Regions from separate parts of the Mus musculus genome. Here regions 2, 3, 4, 5 and 6 are each linked to region 1. Evidence: chromatin contacts called from public promoter capture Hi-C data. All regions are on one chromosome and are shown on one strand. Each heading gives the region's core, a stretch centred on a gene start, on an enhancer-like site or on the middle of the called end of the contact. The rest is flanking DNA. Distances are from core to core; before and after follow the strand shown. Region 1 holds the start of 2610002M06Rik (RIKEN cDNA 2610002M06 gene). Region 2 holds the start of Pgk1 (phosphoglycerate kinase 1). Region 3 holds the start of Cox7b (cytochrome c oxidase subunit 7B). Region 4 holds the start of Sh3bgrl (SH3-binding domain glutamic acid-rich protein like). Region 5 holds the start of Atrx (ATRX, chromatin remodeler). Region 6 overlaps Sh3bgrl (SH3-binding domain glutamic acid-rich protein like).

Region 1 (3,212 bases), core at 641-3,140:
TTATCCACCTGATGTTATAACAAGAACAGGAAATCTGAGAAAAATTATAAAGAGATACACTATTCCCATTCCTGGTGCATTCCTATTCTTTCCTGCAATGGAGCTTAGTTTCAATAAACCATTACATTTTCTAGTCACTTTAGTAAATTTTGCTAAAAAGCCACAAAAGCATTGTCACAAAGCAGTCAAAACAAATATTAATATTTAGTGTCTAGGATCTAAAGATTATTTTATAAATATTTTCACTTAAAATACTTATTCATGTAACTGACTCAATTATAAAACTGACCATGATTAAAATCAGATAGTCAAGAAAATATGAAGTTAACTTTGGGATTTAAAACATAAAAGACCTCATAAACGTAAAATACCTTCTAGGTGTTTAGTACAGACGATAACAGTTTTGTTTTGTTTTTTACTTAAGACAGACAGCAGCAGCAAACACTCTCTATAAACAAGGACCTTATAAAAGAGATACTTCTTGAAAAAGTTTATCGTTTGAAAAAAATTTTAATTTAACGTTTATTTTTATACATTGCATACCTATAACTCTAACAACAGCATTTTAAAACTCACATATGTTTAAGTTTTGGTAGGTTGTTCTAGTATTTATGGTTTTACTGAAGGAATGATGTTAAAAATAGTAAGTGCTAAGGGAAAGTCTTTCCAGACAGATATCTTTACCTTTAACCCCCAAAGGTAGTTTTCCAGCAATGAAGGCAACTGTTTAAGGCACACAGAGAACTGATGAAATTTCCAAAGCTTTCAGTTTCATAAGTCTTGTTCTCCAACTATAAAGTGAGATGCAAACCTAAAAATAACCTTTACACGGTTCTGCCTATTGAAATGATTTCTAGACTGTACTTCCCAGAACTTTGTATTGAGCAAGGGTTCTCTTTTTCTTTTAATGAAACACGGACAGTTAGAAAACAGTCTGAAGCTTTTTACCAACTATCATTAACACAAAATAATAAAATATTCACTTTTAAAGCCAGTTTTGTTAAAAAAAAAAAAAAGAAATAATCCTAAGGATAAAAAGTGTATGGCATTGTGCACATAATTCCACAGGTTGAATTTAAGAATGAGGTAAATGACAAACTTCTGAGATTTAGCAATTACGACAATTACACTAACTTTCAGAGTAATATATGTAATTTCTATGACACTAAAATTGAAATGCCACAAATCTGCTTAAAATTCCCTCTTTTCCTAAGTCCAGAGAGTGCTTCTAATAAATCCACCTCTGGACATTTCTGAAAGTCAAAGGAACGTAAAATACGCCAAGCTCTATCTACGACCACCCCCATTACTGCTCCCACCCATTATAGAGATTTTATATTAATTTTAGACCATACATCAGCTGTGCTTAAGAAAAATAAAATTAAACCAACTAATATGAGAAAAAATTTCGAAGCAACATTACCTCTCAAGTAGAGCCGGACTTTTCCTCCTTCCCCTTCAACCCTACAACTCTAAGGTTCAAGATTGTTTAAAAAACCTCAACATTACCCACCACACTAACCCCTCGAGCCGTTCTTTTACACTGTCAGAATTTTTAAAAAGTACTTTAAAAGTCCTATACCTTTGTCTTCACCCTTTAAGACTTAAGCTCTGAGAGAAAGGGATGAGGGACGACCAGGACTGTGTGAAATCTGAGGTACGAGGTGGGCGGAAGGCTAAGCGGCGTCCAGGTTGACAAAAGAAAGAACTAGAAGTCCGGTGGGATGCCGGACCAGGTTTAGCGCAGTTATCCTGAGCGCACGTGAAGCATCTAAGTGGGAGGGACCTAAGCTTCAGCTCTCGGACTCCACCGCCCCCAAGCGACCAGAGCCATCCTAACCGAAGCGACTCACTGCAGCCATGTTGGCGTCGTCCCAGTCCCGCCTCTCTAGCTCGTGGGACTCCACCCACCACGGGTTCTAAACCGAAACAGGAAGTGGGCTAGGATCCCTCGAAACCCGCTACAACCGCCACCCTCCGCGCGCCCAAGCGACCCACAACTCGCGGGTCCAGCCCCTGTCCCGCGTGTTACCTGCCCCTCCCCCTCCTCCCGCCCGGTGAACTCGAGAGATCATGTCGAACATGGAGAGTATCCTTTCTGTTGGTCAAGATGCTACCAGGGCCTTGGGGGCTGGGGAGGGGGGGGCGAAGGCAGGGGTGCTGGGGACACGCCCAGGGGCTTGACCCTTTGGGCCCGCACGTGGGGCGAGGGAGCTGTGATGCGGATGGGTAGGCTCCAGCGGCCTGGGGTTGGCCTTTTTTTTATTTTTTTTATTTTTCACCCTCCTCCTCGCTGCGGCCGCCGCCTCCGCCTCCGCTGCCATCCTCGAATGTGGGGAGGGTCAGAGGAGCCAGTGGACAGACAGAGATAATTGAGCCCGTACCGCCCCTTGTTGAGGATTTCTGTCACCTGCCTTATCAGTGAATTTTTGGCCTCTTTGAAATTGACAGGGAATGGTGCCAGGACCTAGGGGAGGCGACTGGAGTTTGCCTATGGCTCCAGGCGGAGGTGTAGGTTCTCAAAGCGTACGTGGACAAACTGCTTTTGGCGAACTGCCCTTTAATGACTGCAGGTGACTGGTGATGAGGTTGAGCGATTGCTACGAACCCTCCGAACTAACTGTGCTCGCTTTCTGTTCCCGCTGCATTCTAATTTAACACTTGAGGAAATTCAGGTTATTCCTGAAGCCATAAAGTCCATCAGCCAAACCTGTCTGGCCACTTGGGCAATTAGTAGGGGCTAAGAATAAAGCTTCCTGGTGACGTCATGAACACAATTTGGCTTTCTTTTTCTTTTTCACTACTTAAATTCCATCACAGAAGCTCCATGTTGCTGTAATTTTTGCTCCTTCCAGGGGTTGGCTTTAGAGAAAAATAAAATAAATTGCTTTTTCTTCAACTCCAAGATAGCAAAAAGATAAACCATGGGTTATGGTAACTGTTCTGTAGCTCGTGTTAAGCTCTTTTGGCGCTATTAGTCTATAAGCCTGAAGTACAGGTAAAAATGGTTTTTTGATGGGTTCAATTTTATGTCATCCAGTAAATCTTGCAGCACTAGTCAGGATATGCTGTACATTAAAGTGCTAGCCTGGAGGAAAGGTGCAGATCATGAAAAGATGACCAAGAGAGGTCCTGTTTCTACTGCATGTAAAAAAAAATAGTGACTGTAGTATAGTTTTAATATTAGCATAAAGTGACAAGCACTTTATTGA
Region 2 (2,925 bases), core at 252-2,751, 1.6 Mb after region 1:
TAGGGTGGCTGGGATTTCTGCTCCATCCTGATTATTCTATCCCATTTGGGGTAACATTAAGTGTTTTGCATGAACATAATACAGTGGGTTGGTTCTGGATATCAGCCCAGGAAGAGAAGGCCACCTACCAATATTGGCTACGATAAAATAAGTGCCTGTACAGAAGCCAGAGAACCTCTGTTCCCTTACATGTGTTAGTATCTAAAGGATGCCCTCACTTGAACTGGCCCAAATCTTCAAAGGGACCAGGATTACTGCCAATCAGTCATCCACTTCCAAAGAAGGTCAAGCAGGCAGAGTAGTCAGTCACTGCGACCATCAATGGCCCTTAAAAATTCCCATCCTTGGGTCCTATAGTTGTTACATGAACAACCAGGCCCATCAGTTATGTATCTAACCATCATCCTTGACTCCTGGCAAAAAAAAAAAAGTATACATTATGAAAGGCAAAAAGGAGAAGACGCATACACCCTAGTAATTCTTTCAGGTAAGGGAGAAGCCAAGTTAAGTCAGTGACCTGGGACCCACATGTGCCACGTGCGTGGGAGCCTTCCTCAGTTCTGACATCCTGCTTCTCTAGCCACCTCTCGAGTGAGGTTACAGGCCTCCAACTCCCGGCGGCCACACCCTGCATGTGTCACAATCCTGATGCAAACCCCAGGGCCAGGAGTCCAACCGCAAGGTAGGGCAGCAGAGGCCTGTTATATAAGCCATACAGAGCTTCATCCAGTGGGCCTCACCCTCCCACCCACAATTCTTTGGGGAGAGGGACCTCCACTCGAGAGGACTTTGAGCAACATCTTTTGGGAAAGAAATCATTTGTACCAGGACCAATGAAACGTGGGCGGTTTCGGATTCGTCACGGATGGTCCAAGAATCTTGGGGGAAGGGAAACTAGCTAAATGACCTTTCAAGGTCCCTCAGCAGGGGCCTAGAGATTTGCAGGATAAGTACTACGTCCATTCTCGCTACAAGAGATGAAACTGCACTTCAGAAATGGGAAAAAGATTGAGTCCTGAGAATCTGAGCCCTTTATCAGTGGGATCAACTCCCTAAAGGACACATTTGGTCGCTTTTTAAGCTAGAAGCAGTTAGGACGCAGAAAAGCAAACTCAGACACAGTCTCCGCCCCAATGAGGTGAGAGGAACAGCCTTAACCTCCAAACCCAGGACCCCCAAGACCCAGCTGAAAAATAAGTGCAACTTAAGGTGATGGGAAAACCGTGCTTGCCACGGCCAGAGAGAATGTGGCCCCGAGGGCTTGAGGGCAGCAGTACGGAATTACCTCATCACGACCCGCTTCCCCTTCACGTCCAGCTTGTCCAAAGTCAGCTTGTTGGAAAGCGACATTTTGGCAACACCGTGAGGTCGAAAGGCCCGGAGATGAGGAAGAGGAGAACAGCGCGGCAGACGTGCGCTTTTGAAGCGTGCAGAATGCCGGGCCTCCGGAGGACCTTCGGGCGCCCGCCCCGCCCCTGAGCCCGCCCCTGAGCCCGCCCCCGGACCCACCCCTTCCCAGCCTCTGAGCCCAGAAAGCGAAGGAGCAAAGCTGCTATTGGCCGCTGCCCCAAAGGCCTACCCGCTTCCATTGCTCAGCGGTGCTGTCCATCTGCACGAGACTAGTGAGACGTGCTACTTCCATTTGTCACGTCCTGCACGACGCGAGCTGCGGGGCGGGGGGGAACTTCCTGACTAGGGGAGGAGTAGAAGGTGGCGCGAAGGGGCCACCAAAGAACGGAGCCGGTTGGCGCCTACCGGTGGATGTGGAATGTGTGCGAGGCCAGAGGCCACTTGTGTAGCGCCAAGTGCCCAGCGGGGCTGCTAAAGCGCATGCTCCAGACTGCCTTGGGAAAAGCGCCTCCCCTACCCGGTAGAATTCCCAGGCGCCTTTTCTAGACCTTTGCAAATGTCATCCCCTTTTGGAATCCTCTGCTTTCTCAGCTCCCAAATGGAAGTCTACATAAGGTCTTACTTAGTAATCGAAACCTCTCAGAAGTTAAAAAAGGACCAGGCCTTCCCCTCCCCCCTTTTATAATAAAAAGTACAATGTAATTGCTGTGGTTACATTATTCATAATGACGAATACATATAGCATGTGTCATGCTAACTAACAATGCTCATAAAATTCCTAAGTACGTTCTGTTATTAAAGATGAAGTAACTGATAGACAAAGATTTAGTGTCTTATCAAGACTGCAAAGCATCTAAGTGATCATTTCAATCCTGGGCCACTGTGATTTCGACTGCTTTGGGAGTGTAGCTCAGTGGTAAAATGCGGGCCAGAGGCCGTGGATCCAATCTCCAGCACTGTTTAAAAACAAAAACAAAACTTTAAATCTCTACTGACACTCATTTGGGCTAAGGACGGTGCTCAGTGGTAAAGTGCTTGCCTGACGGTCTGAGACAGGACAACTAGTTAGGAAATTGAAGGGCACATGAGAAATGGAAGCCCTTGTTCACTCTCCTGGTTTTTTCTTTCCACCTCTCTCACTGGCAGATATCCAGGAGTGACTGGCCAAAGCACCTCTGGAAGTTACTATATTATGTGAAGTAACTCAGAAAGACAATACCATGTGTTTTCTATCCTATGCAGCTTTTTATATAAGCATATACATGGAGAGGAGAGACAGGTCCAGGAAAGGGAAACAGTTTTAAGAGAACAGAGGACGGAAAAAGAACTGGGTAACAGGAGCCACGTGACATGGAAGAGACAAAGGACTGCAGGAATGCTGAGAGCCCCCATGGTTATCCAATAGCAGTAGTGCAGTCTGAAATCGGATACATACAAGCGACTTTACACAGACTGAGAAGGCTGTCCTTACATATTTAAGTACACACACACACACACACACACACACACACACACACACACACACGAAAAAAAAGCCATAAATTTTGAGGTCTGCACCTTTCCCTGCTAACTGAT
Region 3 (3,284 bases), core at 490-2,989, 1.8 Mb after region 1:
ATAATCCTAATAATTCCTTAACCATTATATTAGCTGCTTTACTTACGGTTCCACTTTCACCTTTAACCAGCCACACCCAGGGAAATAAATGTAGCGGGATTGGTGTAGTGCTTGCCTAACATTCCCTAGACTTGATTGCTAACACTTCAGAAGCAAACACAATTAGGTCTATAAAGGTGGGAAGGACTTTGTCAAGCCCAGCACTTGGGAAATGGAGGCCAAGGATCAGGGGTTGAAGACATCCTTGGCTACAGATTAAAATGGCAGGCCAACCTAGTGTACCTGAGACCCTCCCTCAGAAAACAGCCACAGCCGGAATAAGCAAATTCATAAACATTCCATAATCAATTCTGCTCCAGAACATTTAAAAGGGTGAGTATGAGAAACAGAAACACAACAAAATAAACTAAAAAATCATCTTTTTGCCTGGTCTCCAGAGCAAGTTCCAGGACAGCCAGGCTACACAAAGAAACCCTGTCTCAAAAAAAAAAAAAAAATGATAAAAAAACTTTTCCTACAGTATTTTTAAAAGTCCCTAAGTCACTTAAAGATCAAAGAAATTGAGATTACCAAACAACTGTTGTTTCAACACTCTGATTTACCAAGTGATCTCCCCTCTATACCAAAATAAAATTAAAAACAAACAAACAAACAAAACCACCCAGTTTAGTGACCAGAGATTGGTTAATGGTCTTTGACATAGGTATTACTTACTAACCTCTGTTTTACAAAAACAAGTTTATAACGCTAAATCATTTGTCCAAAGTGAAAGAAATAATAAACACAGCTTGTAGCAGATGAAAGATCAGTTGGGCTTCTTTCTTTTTTTTTTTTTTCAATTATTCCCAAAGTACTTCAGTACTTAGAACACAGCATGTGATCTAAAGGTAAAATAAAACTAAATCCATGGCTAGAAAAGCAAGTAAGTATTGTGTAAGGTCACCTTCATTCACATTACTGAAGGTCACCTTCAGGGTAAAGCAATTACAAAAATGAATTTTTTTCTTTCCAGTCCAGTGTATTTTCCATATATACTGCTAGTCTCAAGTTTCCACGTACTTGCCTAACTTTAAAGCAGGAAAAAAAAATGACCATGATTGTTTTCGCTATAGTTAATATTCCGTTAATAATCTACAGATGACTTCTTCAAAGCTGCCAGGCTTAAGGTTTTCAACCCCTTGCTATGAATCCAGATGCGGTAGATTTAGTTTCCTACCACCGTTATTGTAGGAGATCAGTTCTTCTACGTAAATACACTCCCAGAGCTAAAATTTAGATCATCGCTAAAAGAGCAAGGTGTCCGCCAAAGCGTTCTTCCTGGAAATCATAGGTCTCTGAAGAAAGAGAATGCATAACGAGGTTAGGAACACAAGGACAGGATGATAAAGCCACTGTCACAGCTACCTCTGTTATGGCTAGCTTCCCTTCCCAGTGACTGGAGACCACGCAGGGGACCATGCACCTAGAATTAAAACCCGCAGGATTTGGGGCGGAGGAAGAGGGCAGAAGAGCACGAGGACAGCCGGATCCCGGGTGTTGTAAAGAACTCGCCCACATTATCTGCTCACCTTGGAGACGGCTTAGTGCGTTTTTGGCTAAGGGCAACATCGCGGAGACGAAGATGGAACTGCGGCGACTATGCTGCTGCCTTGGTGCAAATTCACCCCAGCTACCCTTGCAAAGCGTCCTGAAAAACAAAATGGCTTTCAGCAGGGAGCCCAAATGAGAATTGGTGAGATGTCGCGAGATTTAGGGGTTGACCTATAGAAATTGTCATCCTAGTTCCTGCGAGGAAATAGGAAGGTCTTTGGGAAATGTAGTTTCAAGCTTGATGGCTTCCATAAAGTAGTATTTACTAAGCAGGGAGGTTAACTCTTTGGACAAAGGTTTCGGACTCTACAAAGGAGAGCTGAGACACCGACCTTACATAAGGCACCAGCATCAAAATGGTGCTAAAACTCCAGAGGATTGGATCTAGTGTCTCACTTCCAATTACAGTCCCTTCAAATTTTTCACATTCTGTCTCCTATTACCTACATTAATTGGTTTTACCTTTATTGGTTTTTTTTTTTGGAATTTTTGTGGGGGAGTTGAGACACGGCCTCTCTATTTAGTCCTGGCTGACCAGGAACTCTCTATGTAGACCAAGCTGGCCTGGAACTCACAGAAAAAGTCCTGCCTTTGCCTCCCAAGTGCTGGGAGATCAATTGACCTTTTTCCCCTAAGGATTCCAGTTCATGTGCATCTGGCAAGAATACTATATATGTATCTTCTTAAGAAACTCTGTGTAGGGCTGGTGAGATGGCTCAGTGGGTAAGAGCACCCGACTGCTCTTCCAAAGGTCCAGAGTTCAAATCCCAGCAACCACATGGTGGCTCACAACCATCCTTAATGAGATCTGATGCCCTCTTCTGGTGTGTCTGAAGACAGCTACAGTGTACTTACATATAATAAATAATAAATAAAAAAAAAAAAAAAAAAAAAGAAACTCTGTGTAAGCCAGGTCTCCCTATGTAACCCAGACTGGCTAGAACTTACTATGTAGCCCAGACTGGCCTAGAATTTGCAATTCTTTTGCCTTAGCTTCTCTAGTGTCATGATTAGATAAATAATGTACAAATCAAACTCTGCTTTTTAGAGCATCCTATCAAAAGGTATAGGATCTTAGCATGTCCCATTCAGTAATAGTATGAACTTAATCATTTAATCCAAGCACTGCATACCAGATTTCTACACTTTAAAGTCACCGCTTTCCCTTTGTAATTAAAAAAAAAAAGTATCTTGAGTGGAAAGGAGGGATGTGTGCAAAAAAAAAAAAAAAAAGGTAACTCCAATGCATAATGACTATCCTATTCTGCATAAGCTTCTATCCACTATGTTTTGTATCCATTGGTAATTCTTTACCACACTGTGTCTGTATGACCACTGCAGTTCATATGCCTAAAGCAACCTGAGTGAGCATAAAACAGAGATACTCAAACCACCATGCTTATTTGGTATGCTTGTTTATTTTTTAAGATTTATTTATTTATTATATGTAAATACACTGTAGCTGTCTTCAGACACACGGGAAGAGGGCATCAGATCCCCATTACAGATGGTTGTGAGCCACCATGTGGTTGCTGGGACTTGAACTCAGGACCTCTGGAAGAGCAGTCAGTGTTCTTAACTGCTGAGTCATCTCTCCAGCCCCTTGTTTGTTATTTTTGTGTTTGTTTCTTGGAGACTAGATTTCATCCTGTAGTAGAGGCTAGCTTGGAATTTACTATGGAGCCACTCCTGGC
Region 4 (3,036 bases), core at 166-2,665, 1.3 Mb before region 1:
GCTTCCTTATATTTTGAAAGCCCGTCTAAACACACCCACACATGTTGGCAAAGACAAAGTTCAAGGTTCATGGTTCTGGTGATTTCATATAGCCTTCAGCTCTATTCCAAATCCTACTAAATGTAAATGACAACAACCCAGCAACCTGGGATCTCTGCCACTCTAAAGCTAGAGGAGTTTTCTACATTCAAATTCCTGAGCCCACACATCTGCTTCTGCCACTTGAGGGCCTTTATTTTTCCTCCTGGGGTTGCTGGAACAGAAGCTCTTTCATGTGACAGGAGTATGCATTCCAGCTTTCACCTCAGTTTACCCAATGTTCCTCAGATATGGTAAAAACTGTTATTCTAAGTTAACAATTGGCAAATGAATCAAAGAAGAAAACCAAATCCTATGAAGAGCCAGCAACTCAGTTGCCACATGTTCTTGCCTCCATTTTCAACAGTCTTGAAAGAGTGGGTTTTAGAAAGAAAATCTTTCGAAGGAAAGGAAAAACTCAAAATAAGATCCAGTGGGGGGGGGGAGGTCTCATACAACATTATTTTTTTTAAATGGCTTCATATTCCAGGAAGAAAGAGAAGGGGAGAGGAGGAGGGGAAGGAGGTGGAAGAGGAGAAGAACTTTTTTAAAAAATCATTTGTATCATTGCCCCTGACTTTCGCCTATTTTTAAAATTATATACCCCACCTGCACGCTCTCTAAATAAGTCCATTCCAGTGGCTTCACAATAATTCCAGTACTCAGAAGTCTTCCCTTCCCTTCCCTTCCCATCAGCACCCTCATCCTTTACAGAAATGCACTACTTCCCCTGAACTCGGTACTCAGAGCATATTTCATAAATGTCTCACTCTAAAAAACCTGAAAGCCACTTGTTTTTTATTTTACTTGACTTCACCTAACCGTGAAGTCCCTTTACCAGTTATCTCCTAAACTTGGTAGTTTTCTTTTTCCTTTAGAAACGAACACTAACGTCTCAAGGCAAACAAAGCTAACTCCACGGGAGAAAATAAATAAATAAATAAATCGACGCAACAAAGGAAGAAAGGAAAGAAGGGGGTACTCTGGGCGATGCTTGCGTCTTCTAAGGAGAAGCTTCCAGTGTAACTTCTTCAATTTAACGGTTCTGGGGCAGAAGAGGACTAGTGTGTTGGAAAACAACAAAGGTGGGCTCCCACTCTCCTTACCGCCGTAGAGCCAGAAGAAGATGCAATATATACACGGATCACCATCCTGGAAACAAGGGCTTCTGGTCGGTCGCTGGAGTCTTGAAAAGGGCTGGGAAACAGCTGCAGCAACGGCTGGAACCGAGCTAAGGGCCAAACAGAGGTTGGATGAGGAGGGTGGGGGAAGGTGGAAGGATAACTGGCCAGAGCCCCGCCTCCACCAGCGGCTGCTTTCAATGAGCTTCCAGCTCTGCAATCCCAGCCCCAAACCCCGGAAGGCTCAGGCTCATTTGCATCATTTCTAAATTGTTTTTTTAAAACACAGGATCTCGAACAGCACCGCGAGATCTGTTGAAACAATTCTTTTTGACTATTCCCTCTCCGGGAAGGGGGCAAGGGAGAAATAAAAGAAGGGGTAAGAAAAAAAGAAATATTCGATTAGAATAAAGGACCGGTTCCCATGAACACCAGAAGTTTTGCTTGTTACTTCCTGCTCAGAAATGTATGCAAATAAGATAGCCTAAAGCTAGCTTTATATTGAATCCAGACACTACTTTAAATGTCTTTAAGCCCACGTTATCAAAGCCTTGTATATTTTAAGATGCCAATAATGAAGTAAGTGATTTTTTTTTAACCTTAGTTGGCAGCAGGAGTTGAATACTGAAAAGCTGCACGAGGAGAGGAGGAGGGCTGGAGAGAAGTTTCAAGTTTCCCCAAACCGGAAAGCACAGAATAGGTTCTTTTTGTTCAGAGTTTTGCTAAAATATGGAACATTTTTTTAGTGAGAATTTGCAGGAGATCTAAGCGACAACTCTAGAATGAAGGAGGAAATTGCAAAGAAAAAAACTACAACCCTAGAATGAGAGGAAATTGCAGAGAAAAAAAAAAATCAACAAGTCCAAAATGAGGAGAGGAATTGCAGAGAGAGAAAAAAAAAAAGAAAAAAGAAAAGAAAAGAAAAAAACCAATCATCTGAAAATACTTTGGAAGTACTTTTTTGCCGTTGCTGTCTCATACCTGTAATCTCTGCCCTTGGAATAGTAAAACATGATTGCCAGGAATTAGATGCTAGACTATGCTACAGGGTAAGTCTCTTAAAAATCAAAAATCAACCAAACAAAATGACTTTCTACAAATTATCAAGTACAGTAAATGAGAAAAATCTAGCCACCATCTTCATTACCAACATCATGGCTACTGTTAATTTTACTTGCCAATTCACTTGATTAGAAAAATCTTTATAATCATAAATCATAATCATGATTTTGAAAAAATCTATATTGTTTCTTTTATGTTATCACTGTACAACTTGTTTGGAGTTCTACATTAACTGTTTAGACTTAGAGACTCTTAAAATGAAAAAAAAACAGGAATAACAAAATATTTCTAATTAGTCTATAAACTATTGAACACAATCAATTATTCCCAGAAAACTGAATGGTAGCATTAGCAAAGAATCTGGTGGGCTTTATCTATTAGAAAAATGAGGCTAGATGTGTAGATCTCTTATAGATCACACTAAGACCCAAAGTTGGATTTCAAGTACATACACACATGCACGCACACACACACATACACATGTACAGTTCTGTAATAGATATACTTGTCTTAGTGAATATAAGTCAATAACTTGTTTTATACATAAAACCTGATGATTCTTAATGATAAGACTTCTGATACATTTTTAGGAGAGACTATTACCAATATTTCTAACATAAAGGTAATGGATATCCTTATGCCGTTCTTCCCTACTTTGAGCTATCCTTGAGATGGGTATCATAGAATGGTCATTACTGCTTAAATTTTCTATAGAGAAATTGCCCGAGAGCATTTGCCTGGAAAGGTTACGGTGAATTTGAATAAACTGGGTTGG
Region 5 (3,029 bases), core at 213-2,712, 1.9 Mb after region 1:
ACTTGTGTACATATATACATCCAGGCTCTCTCAAACATACATACAACATTTAAAAACCAAATCTTTATATGTTAGTTAGCCAGGTGTGATGGCATATGCCTTTAGTCTAAGTTCTCAGGTGGCAAAGGCAGTTGGATTTCTGAGCTGAAAGCCAGCCTGATCTACAGAGCAAGTTCCAGGAGAGCCAGGGCTGCACAGAGAAACTCTGTCTCGGAAACAAACAAACAAACAAACAAACAAAAACCTAGTCTGATTGTTGGAATGCATTGTTTGAAAAGAGACTCTTCTCTTGTCATTCTAGTCCAAAACTGCAACCCTGACATCTAAGCATGACCAAAACTGTTGCATATTTCAGGAAAAATAAACAGAATGAACAAAATAAAGGGAATGAACATGTGTTCCAGAATAAATGTGGGCACAAAGTTGGAAACTTCAAATTTAGAAAACTTATTTGTGATTTGCAGAGATTATGAATGAAAAATGAAATGAGGGGGAAACGATTTGGATCAGTTGGTAAGTGAGATATACCCCCAATCATATCAGATTGAACTAATGGCTGACCTGTGTGTGACAATTTCAAGATTGTTCAATATCAAAAGAATTAGATGTCAATGTCCAGTTGATCATATATATATAAATACCTGTAAGTATCCTTAAGTATGATGGGGTACACCTGTCTTCTAAGCACTTTGGGAGGCTGCAAGGACAGTCCAAGTTTGAGGCCAGCCTCATATACATGTTGAGTTGCAGCCTAGTCAGGACTGTATAGCTAGAATTTTTCTCATTCTCTTTCCACAAAAGGTAAAAATTCACACGTGTAAGCGTTGGCAAGCTGAATATTATAATGAAATATATAGAAGAAAAATTAAGAATATTATAAAATAGGAAAGAAAATATTTATATTTTGGGTGGCTATGGAGATTAATGATTAAGAGTGTGCATGTGGGGGAGGGGTTAGGACATAGCTCAATGATAGAGTATTTGCCTAACATGCACAAAGCCTTGGGTTTAAAACAGCATAAGAATGTATGTCCACCCTCCCCGCAAGGATGGATGTTTGGCTGAATGTGGAACTTGTGCATTGGTATCCTCACCCATTAAAATGTTAGGTCTGCCTACTTTGGATGGTTCAAGCATGAGATTAAGATAAAGGATCTGTGTAGTGGTCGACATATAGTAAATTCTCAATAAACGTAAATGGGGTGTCATTGTTTCACCAATTATGTGGAAGTAGAGAGGTTGGACCAAGAGCGCATTTTCAGGATAATGTCAAGATACATCCCTGACACTTTGAGGTCAGCAGTAACTGAACTGGACCCCACTAAGAAGAGGTGGAGGGGATCAAATGACGTCGACCGCCTTAGCAACAGGCTCCCAAAGAAGGTGAATTTCCGTAGCCAATAAGACACTGAGCTCTGGCAGAGGTAGCCAATAGATGACGGAAAGAGGAAGAGGGAGGACGCGCCAATTCTCCTGCCCAAGCCTCGGCCCAACAAAATGGCGTCGGCATAGGCCTTGCTTTGTTTCCGTGGCTCTTGCAGCAGCAGCAGCAGCAGCAGCAGCAGCGGTAGCGGACTCTGAGCTGGGAGGACGATCCAGCACTATCTGCGGTGACTACTAAGATCCCAGTACTTTTCGTTCAGCCACTGGCGCCGAGGAGCGCAGAACGGTACCCAAGGGGTTGCCAAGCCAAGCGGCCGTCCGAGCCAAAAACATGACCGCTGAGCCCATGAGGTAAAACGCAAGCCCTTGTCACGGGCCCCGGCGTTCTGCTCCCGGGCGCCTTCCACTCGAGTGGGGTGTTTGCAAAGACGTGCGCTAGGTGCCCTAGGCCCGCGCGCGGCTTCGCGGTCAGCGGCATCGTTTTCCCTCTAGGTGAGCGGGGCTGGGGGAGCGCGGTGGGAAGCCCCAGCTGGGGCTTGGGGTGTGTGTGTGTGTGTGTCTATGTGTGTATGTGTGTGTCTGTCTGTCTGTCTGTGTGTGTGTCGGTCGGGGGCGGCATGCGGCGCGCGCGTTGCCTTTCCCGCCTCCCGCCGCTGCGGAGCCGGGAGCCCCTGCTCGGCTCACGCCTCCGTGCCCGCGGCGTCGAGGCCTGGGGGCGGGGGGTGTCGCGGGCCACCGAACGCTTGCGGTCAGTCTTTCGAATCTCGGGGCCTAGCGACTGCGTGGGGAAGGAGGGGGGAGGGGGGGGGAGAAGGTGGATGGGGGAGGGGGAGGGGCGGAGGATGGGGAGGGGGAGGGGCGGCGGGAGGAAGTGAGATCCTGGAACTAGCGAACCCCAATGGTCGCCTCCACTGGAAGTCCTCCAGCTCTCCGCGGCTCCGAGAGGAGAGCCGAGCATTGGAGGTAGGAGGGCCGGGCCCGGAAGGTACCTCTAGAAGGTGCCTTTTCGCCCCCCGACTCCAGATCCTGGAGGGTTATCTTGGGGACCCCTGGGCGGCTGAGACGGAGAGCGGGCAGCCCAATGCGGGCTTTTGCTTTCTGAGAACAGCGGCCGACGACTTTGCAGGAGAAGTCCGGTTTTTGACGGGACATCGGTTGTTGTTACCCCCTGCGGTTTGGGACACGTTCCGTGAAGTAGTTAGATCGTGCTTTTATTTATTTGTTCCACGAGGCATGTGGAGCGGGTTAACGGGGATTCACCAGAAGATTTATTGCAAAGGTAGAAGAGAGCCCAGGCCCGATGTTAGCGATCAAATACGTTTACGATTCAGGCTGTTTTTCCACGCGTTTCTGATTTGCTTTTTGATTGTTTGGAGTAGTTAATCTGAAATGGATTCCGCTTTTATGCAGATACCTTGCTTTTTTAGGCAGTTTGATATTTGACCTTTTATCCCAAGATTGAATTCGGTGATTTTTCTTCTCGAATGAGATGCAAGCTTGGTGAATAGTGGCAAAACGAAATTATAGGTAGCGTGGATCATAATTGCATCTGTAATTGGCAAAATGTGCCGTTGGGTGACTAGGACATCATGGCTTTGAGCACTTTAGATTGTAGAATTTGAGAACGAGCCTATCCGATTATTTTC
Region 6 (3,281 bases), core at 206-2,705, 1.3 Mb before region 1:
TACAATTAATTTAAAATGAAAATTAGTTACAACGGGATGACTGGTAATATTCAGAAACAAGAATTGAGGAAGAGAGACAGAAGACCAGAAAATTAAAAGTAATCAAACATGAATCACTTAATCAGTTTTATTGAAATTCATCAGATGAAAAGAATCAGTGTTCCATAGAAAAGGATTAATGTTGTACTTTGTAATTTTAAACACCAACAACTGCTTAACAAAAATTCATGTGAGTTTTACATTTTGTTGTTCTTTTTACTTAAGGAGTGAAGTCTGATTTCACCAAAACTCCCTGTACTCAGTCTTTCCCAGTAAAAGTAATCTTTGTTTCAAAATTCCCTATTCACATATACTTAGGGTCCCAATGAAGTGTCCACATTTAGCAGTACAATTAACAATTTACAGTGTTTTTGAAAGTGGAACTCTTTCTAAAGAACAAAATTTCTAAAGGGCAAATCAGCTCTTAAATGTGAAATTTACAAATTACCAAGTCTCATTTAGAAACACAAATATGCCAAACATATTATGCAAAGCAACAAGAAATTCACTCCCAAGCATATACTGTGGAAGTTTCTTCAAAACTCATTTAATTCTTAGACTTTTATTTCCTTTCCTTTCATCTATCAGGAATGTTTCTCAGTTGACAAAATGACAGGCTTCAATTGGAGAAGACTCAATTCAAACTTGTACTTTAAATCTACAGACTTCAGGGTATTATCCCACAGACATAAACATCCTCCAATGCAAAACAGAGAAAGTTACATTGTCCACATATAATACTGCAGGTATTACCTGTAGCATTTAGCAATGATGAGGGAAAACATTGGCTAAAAGTATTTTGCACTCCAAAATTAATTTAAAGTATTGTCTTCCATAGAGATCCCCAAAACAATTAAAAAAAAAAAAGGAAGAAGAAATGGAATAGTTTTGACTCCAATTCATACTTCAAAGTTTAGGTCACTAAAAGTTGCCTTCAAATTGTTTTTTATTGTTGTTTTGGTTGGTTTGGTTCATTTTGGTTTTTCTCCTTTTTAAACACCTATAAACAAAAATTATTCATCAAAATTACTGTATAACATTTAGAGTTGAGTAGCGCAAATTTTAAAACCATTTATGTTAAAGCATCAATTCACGTTTGAGTTTCAGTAAACTAAGCTATGGCTCCATTACATATTGAATTTTTGCCAAGTACAGTCTAGGAAAGAGCAGGTATGATGATAATAGTAATTTGAAGTAAAAGATGTGTGTTTCTTTATAAAAATCAAGTATGGGAAAAAGGTACAATATCAACATCTTCTGGTTGAATGCTTTGGGTCTTGCTTATCTTCAAACTACTTCAAACGTTGTTGCTTTTCTTTGATACTTGTACTTTCTCAAAAAATCAATGTGTGCTTAGTGATTCTTTCTACTTGGACGGATGTGTTGACACAGTCTACCTAAAGTGAAACTAAAAGCTTACCTATTAAGGACAGTATCATTCACGATCACCAACAGTGTTAAAGCAGGAGACAAGAGCCACTACTACTTCGTTCAGCAAACACCAAAAGAAAATATATCTTAAACAATGAAGGGCAAGATACTATATAACAGTTAATTAAAAGTCTGTGTTCTTTGCAAGGAAGGGCCAATTTAAAGTGAACTGCAATCTTTTCTCCATGACTTATATACCCACATTGTACTGAGGCAAGCAACTTAGAAACATGACTATAACTGCATGTATAAGCAAGGAATTTATCAGTTAAATGCACTCAACGTGTGTCTGACGGGAAGCCAGCTATTTTGATCACTGGCTGTGCAATGAAAGGTTACATCTAGAAGCCTGGAAAACTTGTGGTTCGGGGCATACATGTTTCTTTGATAAAAGAAGGAGAATGTCACAATCAGCATAGGAAATTACAATGACTAACATATGAACATAACCTGTAAATACATTTCAACAACAGTAACATCACATGAAAATATTCATGTTCACTAAAGATAATGAGGCATTGTGGGAATAAGAGTCTCTCTCTCTTCTCTCTTCTCTCTCTCTCTCTCTCTCTCTCTCTCTCTCTCTCTCTCTCTCTCTCTCCTCTCTCGCTCCTTTCAGTTCCTTAAAGTTGAAATGATGAGAACCTTAAGCTACACAGAAATTTAAAAGAAGGAGCATATTGATTTTTTGTAAAATCCTTACAGAACAGAAATGCCTTGGCAGATAACAATGCTACTCTAAGATATCTACTTAAAGTTTTAACTTCATCTCTCATTTCTTACCACCATGTTCACATTTTCATTATGCTTGTTTGCATGCGAGAATATCAACTAATCTCTAATCTATTATTTCAACATGTAAGCCTATTTCTTTTGAAGCAAGGATTTCTATAAAAGCAATGGAGATTTCATTATTTTTCAAGATGCTGAAGGAAGAACTCAGAACATTCATGCTTGCTGATTTGCCTGGGCTTCGGCTTCCTGGAATAAAACAAACAAACAAACAAAACTTACATTTAAATATCATAAGGTAAATACTCTTGTGCATTTTGGTTAAAATAAACTATCTCAAGTGACTAAGATTATTTAACAAGTAATTATATAGCAATTACTTCCATGATTTAACAAAAAAGGCTTTAAAATAATTAGCAGAAGCTTTCTTTTATCATGCCAGAAAGTGTTTTATGTAGGCTGCTGGGAGAGGATCAGAATCACATTCTTACTTAGCTGTGGATCCTGTATACCACACAACCAACTCACAGGAAAGATAGGCCCCTGGGAAAGTGATCATGTGACTTTTATAGGAGTTAGCAACTATTTTCTGATTGGACTTGAAGCCTGCTCCACAAGAGGAAATTCATATCTGGTTCTATAAGCCTGGTAAAAAGCCCCTGTGCAGGGAGGTCACAGGTACTTGTTTTGCTAAATGATCATGTTGCATCACACTGCCTTCTAAACGATTCAACATATGACCATATAGTACTGCTTAAAAACTTGGTCAGAGACATTTCTTTTCGCTGTCAACAGCAGTTGATAACTAATCAAAGTACTAGGAAAAGTAACTGTTGGATGCTCAGTCGTGAATGGGACATCTGTACCAACCTCTCCAAGTCTGGAAGGGCACTTTGGGAAAAGGGAGTGGAAAAAAAAGAGCCAGGGGATGGGTATGTTATAGAATGCTGTCTTTGGGCACAGCATAACCTTTACACTCATTTCATGAACTCACATTGAGGTTACCTACAGAAGATGGGGCCCTGAGTCTCATGGAATAATGAAGGGGCTTCTGAGACACTGCCCATTCTTAAGAAGCT

What was found. Promoter capture Hi-C pulls out the DNA fragments that hold promoters and counts their contacts.
Region 2: a promoter capture Hi-C map of pre-B cells shows a contact between it and region 1, with 2.6 times the contacts expected there. The contact joins the promoter of Pgk1 here to the promoter of 2610002M06Rik in region 1. A contact is called at or near these places in 2 of 39 promoter capture datasets (liver and pre-B cells) and 1 of 115 datasets of contacts at active chromatin or transcription factors (astrocytes).
Region 3: a contact with region 1 is called in a promoter capture Hi-C map of pre-B cells, with 4 times the contacts expected there. The contact joins the promoter of Cox7b here to the promoter of 2610002M06Rik in region 1. A contact is called at or near these places in 3 of 39 promoter capture datasets (erythroid cells, hippocampal neurons and pre-B cells), 1 of 484 Hi-C or Micro-C datasets (pre-B cells), 1 of 115 datasets of contacts at active chromatin or transcription factors (astrocytes) and 1 of 9 other capture datasets (liver).
Region 4: a promoter capture Hi-C map of pre-B cells shows a contact between it and region 1. The contact joins the promoter of Sh3bgrl here to the promoter of 2610002M06Rik in region 1. A contact is called at or near these places in 19 of 39 promoter capture datasets (the 3T3-L1 cell line, 3T3-L1-derived adipocytes, the C10 cell line and 12 more), 7 of 484 Hi-C or Micro-C datasets (B cells, CD4 T cells, the G1E-ER4 cell line and 4 more), 7 of 115 datasets of contacts at active chromatin or transcription factors (the 230-238 cell line, the NIH/3T3 cell line, astrocytes and 4 more) and 2 of 9 other capture datasets (adipose tissue and liver).
Region 5: a promoter capture Hi-C map of pre-B cells shows a contact between it and region 1, with 3 times the contacts expected there. The contact joins the promoter of Atrx here to the promoter of 2610002M06Rik in region 1. A contact is called at or near these places in 2 of 39 promoter capture datasets (liver and pre-B cells) and 1 of 115 datasets of contacts at active chromatin or transcription factors (fibro-adipogenic progenitors).
Region 6: a contact with region 1 is called in a promoter capture Hi-C map of the C10 cell line, with 7 times the contacts expected there. The contact joins the enhancer-like site here to the promoter of 2610002M06Rik in region 1. A contact is called at or near these places in 7 of 39 promoter capture datasets (the 3T3-L1 cell line, the C10 cell line, cranial neural crest and 3 more), 1 of 115 datasets of contacts at active chromatin or transcription factors (astrocytes) and 1 of 9 other capture datasets (adipose tissue).

What each region holds. Positions count from the first base shown.
Region 1 is chrX:107,815,012-107,818,223 of GRCm38.p6, reverse strand. It overlaps 2610002M06Rik (RIKEN cDNA 2610002M06 gene), which reads left to right and starts at 1,890. Exons shown (of 8, transcript NM_025921.3): 1 at 1,890-2,089. The coding sequence starts at 2,074. It overlaps Tent5d (terminal nucleotidyltransferase 5D), which reads right to left and starts at 1,747. Exons shown (of 6, transcript NM_001163104.2): 1 at 1,583-1,747.
Region 2 is chrX:106,185,676-106,188,600 of GRCm38.p6, reverse strand. Pgk1 (phosphoglycerate kinase 1) reads right to left here and starts at 1,501. Exons shown (of 11, transcript NM_008828.3): 1 at 1,286-1,501. The coding sequence starts at 1,350.
Region 3 is chrX:106,014,155-106,017,438 of GRCm38.p6, reverse strand. It overlaps Cox7b (cytochrome c oxidase subunit 7B), which reads right to left and starts at 1,739. Exons shown (of 3, transcript NM_025379.2): 1 at 1,569-1,739. The coding sequence starts at 1,608.
Region 4 is chrX:109,093,786-109,096,821 of GRCm38.p6, reverse strand. It overlaps Sh3bgrl (SH3-binding domain glutamic acid-rich protein like), which reads right to left and starts at 1,415. Exons shown (of 4, transcript NM_019989.2): 1 at 1,185-1,415. The coding sequence starts at 1,229.
Region 5 is chrX:105,927,805-105,930,833 of GRCm38.p6, reverse strand. Atrx (ATRX, chromatin remodeler) reads left to right here and starts at 1,462. Exons shown (of 35, transcript NM_009530.2): 1 at 1,462-1,734. The coding sequence starts at 1,715.
Region 6 is chrX:109,159,300-109,162,580 of GRCm38.p6, reverse strand. Sh3bgrl (SH3-binding domain glutamic acid-rich protein like) reads right to left here. Exons shown (of 4, transcript NM_019989.2): 4 at 114-2,451. The coding sequence ends at 2,419. Among named protein-coding and RNA genes, the nearest start is that of Gm34464, 30 kb to the left of the region's middle. Within about 2 kb of position 1,455, at least 13 of the 459 cell types and tissues checked have an H3K27ac peak or open chromatin away from gene starts, as enhancers often do.